Linked DNA regions of Pelodiscus sinensis: region 1 is linked to region 2. Evidence: chromatin contacts called from public Hi-C data. All regions are on one chromosome and are shown on one strand. The core of a region is the stretch at or near the end of the contact, and the rest is flanking DNA. Distances in the headings are between cores, read along the strand shown. Region 1 holds the start of CHLSN (cholesin). Region 2 holds the start of COX19 (cytochrome c oxidase assembly factor COX19).

Region 1 (4,527 bases), core at 1,387-3,886, 340 kb after region 2:
TGTCAGCAGGAGAAACTCTCTCACCGCCATTGTCCTCACCAGCTCCTAAGTCAGTATAACTTATGTCACTGAGGGGTATGGATTGTTCACACTCCTAAGTGATGCAAGTTATAATGAAGTAATTTGTAGTGTACACAGTCTAAGATATTGTAAATAAGAATGCTAATCCCCACAGAAAGCTGAGGATTTGGGATAACCCCTTCAGAACTCAGTGGCCGTGTCTACACTGGCAAGTTATTCCGGAAAATCAGCCGCTTTTCCGGAATAACTTGCCAGCTGTCTACACTGGCCACTTGAATTTCCGGAAAAGCATTGACGATCTAATGTAAAATCATCAGTGCTTTTCCAGAAAAACTATGCTGCTCCCATTTGGGCAAAAGTCTTCTTTCGGAAATCTGTTCCGGAAAAGGGCCAGTGTAGACAGCACAGTAGTGTTTTCTGCAAAAAAGCCCCGATCGCGAAAATGACGATCGGGGCTTTTTTGCAGAAAAGCACATCTAGATTAGCCACGGACACTTTTCCGGAAAAAGTGCTTTTCCGGAAAAGCGTCCTGCCAATCTAGATGCGCTTTTCCAAAAATGCTTTTAATGGAAAACTTTTCCGTTAAAAGCATTTCCGGAAAATCATGCCAATCTAGATGCAGCCAGTGGCTGCATCTAGACTGGCAAAAACTTGCCAGCTGTCTACACTGGCCGCTTGAATTTGCGCAAGAGCACTGACGTTCTAATGTAAGAATTCAGTGCTTCTTGCACAAATACTTTGACGCTCCTGCTCAGGGATAAGCCCACTTGCGCAAGAGGGCCAGTGTAGACAGGCACCTTAATTTTTTGCGTAAGAAATCCCGATAGCTAAAATGGCCATCGGAGCTTTCTTTCACAAAAGCACTTTTTGCATAAAAGAATCTGTGCCAATCTAGACGCTCTTTTGCAGAAATACTTTTAATGGAAAAACTTTTCCATTAAAAGTTTTTGCGCAAAATCATGCCAGTCTAGATGCAGCCAGTGTGTTTAAATACAAAATTTTATTACATCTATTTTGAATTTAATTTTGGATAACCTGTGGAAAGAAAGGAGGGAGAGATTCCAATATAGCTCTGAATTTGATGCCAGACAGACAATGGTCTGGTCCTCATAGATTGCTCCACGATAACTTACATTTTGCTACAACCATATTATGATGCTTTCACTGCAGCTTAGGACAACTAAAACCTAGAGGCTTTTTAGCTACATCATCAATGCGAAACATTCAAGGGGTTGTGAACAAAAATACTGCTGCTGGATACCTCCATGCCATCCAGGCAGTACCTAGCCTGACAATTTCCAGAAAAAGGCTCTACCAGCTCTGCACCAATTTGCATACAAAACAGCATTTCAAAAAGTTACTGAATTGTAAATACAGTAAAATATCAACTTTATTTTGTGGCCAGCAGTGTGGTATGCATGCATATAGAAAATATCCAGCTATCCTCAGACGGTCAGCTATTACAATAATTACCAGTGATTTTAATTATATCATGTTTATTAGTCACTTGTTTGCAACTAAGGCTGCTGTGTTTCCTATGAAGTACCTATGATGAGCAGACACGGGAAAGGAAGTTGACAGTTGTACGGTATTTCATCTCACACTGAGCTGCAAAACCTACTTTTGTTAATCTTTAAAGTGCTACCAGACTATTTGTTGTTGAAGTTTATACCAACAAAAGGGTTACTCATTTGGTTATTTCCAGTACACAGGTGGCAAGAACTTTTATGACTGTAATAGGATACACTAGTACTGATGAGTGCTTGTCAATTACATTACCTTCAGGGGTTTTGTAGTGCTACCGCCTAGTCTCATTCTCTTTAATTATGCTGCTCACCTCCCCTTTCACTGAGTACTCTAACCAGAGCCCGATCGGCAACCAGCTTATTGCAACCCCGGGGCAGACTGGAATCATTTGCGTTTCAAAGAGCCCACGAAAGCTCTGCAATCAGGATACTGCCGGAGCAGAGCTCGGCGAGGAGCTAGAGACAGCACCCGCCTTGCACGGAGTCAAGGCGGAGAGAGCCTCCTGCAGAGCTGCGGAACCACCCAGGCCCAGGACGCGTGGGAGCCGAGTCCAAGCACTTAATGGGACGGGCCCAGAATTTCTCATTGGGAGCATCCGGCCCCGCCTTGCCCCTCACCCTCCATCCCAAGCCTTTGCCAACCCCCTTCGCCTCACTAGGCCCTCAGCCAGGGACACCGAGGAGCCACCTGCGCTGCTCCCTCAGAGCGCGGGGAGCCCTACGAAGAGCCCCCCAGGCAAGGGGACAGTAGAGCAGACTCCCCAATAGCGGCCGCTCCCCGGGGCCCCAGGCGGGAAGCGCGGCCTCACCCCATCTCCTCGGGGCCCTTCCGCGCCCCGAAGGGATTGGAGATAAGCGCCCTCCCCAGGAGCGCCTACTCACCCCGCCCCCTCCACGCCATGCACTTCTCAGACCCGCCTCCGCCGCCCCTCAGCGCATTTAACCTGCCCTTGCCTTGGCGCGGCAGCCCGCCCTTCTCTCTCATTGGCTCCCGAAACCCAGCGGCGGAGCCTCGTTGGATTTCGCTTTGTCAATCACGACAATGGCCAATAGAAAGCCAAATTGTCTTATTCCCGCCCCTCTCCCAGGCGGCTGGGCGGCACGCGGGAAGGGGGGGGCGCATAGTGTTGAGGTCATCACTGTGCACTGAGTTGCAAGAGCCGGTCTCTCAGCTTCCGGAGTGGGCGGAGCCTCAGGAACTTGGCACTTCCCACATCCGTGGGGTCAGCCAAGCTCCTCCCCGAGGCGTTGGTCGCTCTGCCTTTCCCCTCCCCCGCTCTTTCCGCCCAGCCTGGCCTGCCCCTCCCACGTCCTGTGCCAGAGCTGCCCTGCTGTGGATGGCACGTCTCAGAGGGACAGCTTAGTCTGGATCTGCAAAACCAATAAGGAGCCCTGTGGCACCTTTAAAACTGACATTTATTTGGGCATAAGCTTGGATAGGCATCTGACAAAGTGAGTTTTTGCCCACCAAAGCTTATGCCCAAATAAAAATATTAGGCTACGTCTAGACTGGCATGATTTTCCAGAAATGCTTTTAACGGAAAAGTTTTCCGTTAAAAGCATTTTCGGAAAAGAGCATCTAGATTAGCATGGACGCTTTTCCGCAAAAGCACTTTTTGCGGAAAAGCATCCGTGGCCAATCTAGACGCGCTTTTGCACAAAAAAGCCCCGATCACCATTTTTGCGATCAGGACTTTTTTGTGGAAAACAAATCTCAGCTGTCTACACTGGCCCTTTTGCGCACTTTTGCCCGAACAGGAGCAGCATAGTATTTCTGCAAAAAGCACTGATTTCTTACAGTACGAAGTCAGTGCTTTTGCAGAAATTCAAACGGCCAGTGTAGACAGCTCGCAAGTTTTTCCGTAAAAGTGGCTGATTTTCCAGAAAAACTGGCCAGTCTAGACACAGCCTTAGTCTTTAAGGTGTCACAGGATTCCTCATTGTTTTTCCTGGTGTGGATGCAGCAGATGCCAGAGTTACTGTGCCCAAGGGTAGGGTTGCCAGGTGTCTGGTTTTGAACCGGAGAGTCCAGTATTTGATCTTTCTGTTTGGGAAACAAATTGAGAAAATATAAATGAGAAAATATAAATGTCCGGTATTTTCTAAATCAGACGTAATGTAGATTGTGATGTAATGTCAAGGGTGTCCAGTATTTTTGTTGAAACCATTTGGCAATCTTACAAGGGTGCACACTCTCCTGTGCCCCCACTGACATGTACCTCTGCCCTAGGCTGCTAAGTGCTCCTTATCCTGAAGCAGCCCTGCTATCACTGGAAGAAGGAGGGATCTGCAACTGCGTGGGAAGTAAACAAGGGAGCTGTATCTGGCCAATAGCTGATTTAGGTATCTCTCTTTTAGGATCACACAAAATGAACACCCTTGCCCTGTACCACCTGATCTTGGAGACTCTGCTCCTTTTTCCAAGCCCTACCTCCCACTTCTTCCCTTTCCCCACCCTCACTTTCAGACAGATAGGATGCAGGAGAGGCTGAGGGCTCTGGCTGTGGATGTGGACTCTGGGGTGAGCCTGGAGATGAGGGGTTTAACATGGGGGAGGGGACTTGGCTGGGGAAGGGGTGAGGGGTGAAGGCTTTGGGAGAGGACACTGACCTAGGACAGAGGCTGGGATGCAGGAGAGGGTTTGGTGTGCAGGCTCTACGAAGCAGTGCTTACTTCAGACAGCTCCTGGAAATAGCCAGCACATCAAGCTTCTAAGCTCCTAGGGTCAGGAGGTTCTGCACACTGCCCACTCCCACAGGTGACACCCCACAGCTCCTATAGCTGCAGTTCCCAGCACCATGCAGATCCCTGTGGCCACCTCTGCATCTACAAGCCAGACGTGGGCCACATGGAGCCAGAGCAGGCAGGGAGACAGCTATGCAGCTGATTTGACTTTTAGTGGCCTCATAAGAGCCACCAGGATTCCTTTTTGACTAGGTCTTCCTGTCAAATCAGATGCCTGGCAAGTCTAAGGAGGAGT
Region 2 (4,646 bases), core at 553-3,052:
CCAAAGTGAGTGTGGTCACTAAACTAGCATTGAAAGGTCAGCTTGGTTTCTTGTGGAAATAGCAAGAAAAAAAACCCAAGAAAATCAGACATTTGCAATCTCACAGGCAAATGCAGTCACACACTCAAAGAACATTCTCTGGCAATGATACACACATGTGAGTCTGCAATGAAAACTAATCTGCTTAAATGCTTGTACGAGATTTACTTGCCTCTCCATTCTGCATTCTAAATATTCCTTTGATTCCTGTCTGCACAAAGCATTCTCAAAGCTATTCTCTCTCAGACACTTCATGAATTTCTCTTTAAATCCTTTACATTCACCTAGAACAAAAAACAAATTTTAAAACAATAAAAAAGGTTGAGTGATGTTCTAGCAATAAGAGACAGGAGAAGTTGTGTGTATGGGAAACTATAGGAAAGTCCGTGCATGATCCTGTAGAGTATTACAAGTGACCCTAAGCAATCAAGAACCATGAATCAGCACTGTAAGCATGACTGAAAATCTTGCAGTTTTTAAGGCAAACATGTTTGGGATTCTATTTGCCTTCTGGTGTTTGCAGCTCTTTTGAGTGCCCCACTTTCAAGCTTTACTCTGCAACCAGGAAGGCTGGCAAATTTGTTTTCTGCTGAAAGCGGACATTCTCATGACCACTTGACTCTGGGGCTTTAAGAGGAATGGCCAGTAATACAAATGTGCAATGTCAGCAGAGCTGAGCATTGTGCTTGCTACCAGATTAGGCCCATCGCCAGCAGTAGGTACTGGCAGTACAGACCCCTGAATACGGAGTCTGGGGAGAGGCTTTGGGGCTGCCTCCATGCTACACAGGATGCATGGAGCAGAGGATCTAAATGGGCAGGGACATGGAAAATGTGTGTGTGGAGTTGTGTGTGGGGTGTGTGTGAAACCAGGCTCATCCCTCCACTCACAGAAGGAGCAGTCAATGGTCCCATCTGGCTGGGGAGGAGCCATCCAGGCCTCCCAGCCCCCCCTCGCAGGGCACTGACACTAGGGATGTGACTAATCGACTAGTTGATAAGCATGTTTATCAGGCAGTCAAGTCACTACTTGACTAGTCACTTCCCCCTCCCATAGAGGCAGCAAGCCGGGGGGGAGGGACAGGAGTCAGTGATGGGGAGGACTTCGCATCCCTAATTAGTAGCCCCCCCCCCACTGGACGGGGCAGGCCAAGGGTCTCCAGTGCTTATGGCACCTCAGGGGCTGCGCTGCAGGGGGACCCCGGTGGAGGGGGGGGCTTGCTGGGGGCGGAGCTTCGAGGGGGGGATTGCCGGGGGGCGGAGCTTCGCGGGGGGATTGCCGGGGGCGGAGCTTCGCGGGGGGATTGCCGGGGGGCGGAGTTTCGCGGGGGGGGGGGGATTGCCGGGGGGCGGAGCTTCGCGGGGGGGATTGCCGGGGGGCGGAGCTTCGCGGGGGGGGATTGCCGGGGGGCGGAGCTGCGCTGGGGTTTTCCGGGCGAGGGGGAGGGGGAGCTCAGGGTTTTTCCAGGCCGCGGCGCTGGGGGCGGCTCGCTCCGTTCCCGGGGGGCGGGCCCCGACCCCGCCGCGCACCGAAGTGATCCAGGGGGAAGGCGCCCTTGTCCGGCGGCCGCGGCGTGAAGCTCTTGGTGCCGAAGGTCATGGCCGTGGACATGGTGACGGTGATTGTGGCAGGCTGGGCCCAGGAGGAGCAGCCGAGCGTCGAGTCAGGCCGCAGGCAACGAGAACCGAACGAATCGAGCGGGAGCCCGCCCAACCATCCGCTCTCGTAGGCGCCTGGGCCCGCCCCCGCGGGACTTCGCTCTTCCCCCGCCCTCCCAGCTTGAGTCGCATCGCCATGGAAACGACGCCAACCCATTGCGAGGGGACAGTGTCGCCCAGGAGATGGCGTTGCCACGGAAACCTCACTGTCCCGTGACGTCATCCGGCAATGTCGTCACCCTCGGCCGGGCCAAGAATGACATCACGGAGGAGCGCTGCGAATTGTGTTGCCATGGAAACGACGCCATGCCACCCGATTGCGCTGAAGCGCGTTGGCCTGGAGGCGCTGCCTCGTTCCGGGTCAGTGGGCGCGAGGCCCCGGGCCCATGTGAATCACACCCATGCCTGGGCCCTGGGACCTCCCCTGAGTGCTCCCCAGCCGCAGCCACAGGGGAGAGTTCCACGTCCTCAGCCCCTGCGCGCCCAGGGCGCTGCTCTCTCTTGGGCGCGGGGCGGCTCTAGGTTTTTGCTGCCCCAAGCAAACAATTTTTTGCCCCGCCCCCTTTTTTTGTTGGGTTTTACACACGTTTGCACTTTGCAATGTTTTGCTGTTTTCGTTTTCATCCTGGCATGTAAGCCCTAAAAATAGCAAATAAAATTTTAATTATTTTTTTCCATAAAGGCAAAGGCGCTTCCAGTAAACTCCCCCTCCCCTTTCACACGCTGCTAGGGCGCAGCAGCCTTTTCCCTGTCCTGTCCAGCCCCTCCCTATGGACAAGCACCCCTCAGTCCTGACTCACAGGGGGAGCAGGGTGGAGGGACAGCGCAGAGCCGGAGGGGCATGGGGAACAGGGGGAGCAGGGTTCACCATGGGTAAGGGGAGGCACAGAGCCAGAGGAGCATGGGGACCAGGGGAAGCAGGGGGACTGGGGTGCACAGAGCCAAATGGGTGCTGGGAACAATGTGGGGGGTACAGGGGTGGCACAGGGAATGGGAGGTGCAGAGCCAGAGGGACACAGTGATTGGGGGGAGCAAGGTGCGGGGTGCAGGAGAGGCACAGAGAATGGGACGTGAGGAAGGGGAGGGTCAGAGGGATTAGGGACCAGGGACAGTGCGGGGAATGGGGGGCACAGACCCAGAGGGGCACAGGGAAAAGGGCTGTGAAGTGAAGAGGGGGCACAGAGCCAGAGGAGCACGGGGACCGGGGTTCAGGGGCGGCACAGAGAATGGGCAGCGCAGAGCCAGAGGGTCGCAGGGAACAGGGAGAGCAGGGGGATCGGGGAGCAGGGTGTGGGGCGCAGGGGTGGTGCGGGGAATGGGCGGCGCGGAGCTAGAGGGGCACAGGGTGGGGTGGGCGCAGCGAGCCGGGTGGCTGGCAGGGAGCAGTCTCGCTGGCAAAGGGGGCTGCAGCCACAGCAGGACTGGAGCTGACGGGGTGAAGCCTGGCCGTGCTGCACTCCACAGCCAGCTCCTGGGGACACGCAGCCAGGGCCGAGCTCCTGCGGCCCTTTAAAATCGGCGGGGCGGGGCCGGGCATTGCCGGGGAAGGCTGCTTACCTGGAAATGCCTCCCCAAGCATGTGCTTCATTTGCTGGTGCCTAGAGCCATCCTTGGTTGGTCGGCAACCTTGTGGTAGTGGAGAGGACTTGTGTGAGTGAAAGACCTTCAGAGCAATGCTCCCTCTATTCTCTTCCATCTATGTGCAGATTTTTTCCATCCATGTGTGGAATAATTGTATGTGCACTGAGGCATATACCAATGTGCACCACCAATAGAAACAAAAAAAAAATCTAGCTGTGGATGCTCTGCTAATGAGGTGAGTGGCATCTGAATCTCTTCTAAGTGGCTGCACAAGCACACAGCTTACACTGCTTCAGAGCTACATCATCTGGAGTTTTCATGCTTCTGTTCAGGGGCGGATGAGAGTGCCGCGGGGCCCAGGGCAGCGCCGTGGGGCCCCAGGCAGCGATATTTTGCAGGGCCCCTCCTTTGACATGGCGCATGCGCCGTGGCGCCACGGCGCATACACGGGGCCTCGGGAAGTGCGGGGCCTGGGGCAGCTGCCCTGCTTGCCCTGCCCTAAATCTGCCACTGCTTCTCTTGGCAGGGACAACTAGTGGCATTGGACATAAAGAGGGCACCAGCAGGGAGAGAGAACATGACTCCCCTCCCGTGTGACTTGTTTCCATCTCCAGCCTGGGGTCTCCCACACTCTCCTCATCCCCTCCCCAATGGCACATTACCTTGTGAAGGTGGGGGACACTCTGTGCTCTCCCAGGCAGCGTCCAATCACACTATCAGACATGAGAAGCTTCTTTCAAGTAACTACATGTGAGCTAAGTTCCAAAAGCCTAACCCCCTTACATTACCAGGGCGGCGCCATCCTCCTCAAGTACAATGCAGCCATTAAATAAAGCTAGAAGGAGCACTTTGAGAGACTACTAATCACAAATCTGTTGTTCCTGAAGATGCCACTGAGTCTATTCCACAATACTGAGCAATGGAACCCCTTGCTGATCCCCATCTTCTGGGGAAGTCTGGCATGCCATCATCCAGATAAAAAAATTACAAGACAACAGGCTCAGATAGCACCCAAGCTGAGGTTTTTATAGATGGTACAACAATGCTTCAGCACAAACTTTGCCAACGCCTTGACAAAATCTGGACTTACAAAAAAATTCCACTTGACTTAAGAATGCCAGCATTGTCAAGTCCAACTCCCTGCTAAAAGCAAGACCAATCCCAACTAAATCATCCCAGCCAGGGCTTTGTCAAGCCAGGACTTAAAAACCTCTAGGGATGAAGATTCCACCACCTTCCTAGGTAACCCATTCAAGTGCTTCACCACCCTCCTAGTGAAATAGTTTTTTTTAATATCCAACCAAGACCTCCCCCACTGCAATTTGAGACCATTGCGCCTCAGTCTATCATCTGTCTCCACTGAGATCA

Evidence for each region. A called contact is a pair of places that touch in the nucleus more often than the background predicts.
Region 1: a contact with region 2 is called in a Hi-C map of liver, with 5 times the contacts expected there. The contact joins the promoter of CHLSN here to the promoter of COX19 in region 2. A contact is called at or near these places in 3 of 5 Hi-C or Micro-C datasets (blood, liver and an unstated tissue).

The regions. Positions count from the first base shown.
Region 1 is chr16:26,873,024-26,877,550 of ASM4963464v1, forward strand. CHLSN (cholesin) reads right to left here and starts at 2,637. Exons shown (of 5, transcript XM_025178724.2): 1 at 2,502-2,637.
Region 2 is chr16:26,531,228-26,535,873 of ASM4963464v1, forward strand. It overlaps COX19 (cytochrome c oxidase assembly factor COX19), which reads right to left and starts at 1,803. Exons shown (of 3, transcript XM_075899556.1): 1 at 1,569-1,803; 2 at 212-323. The coding sequence starts at 1,650.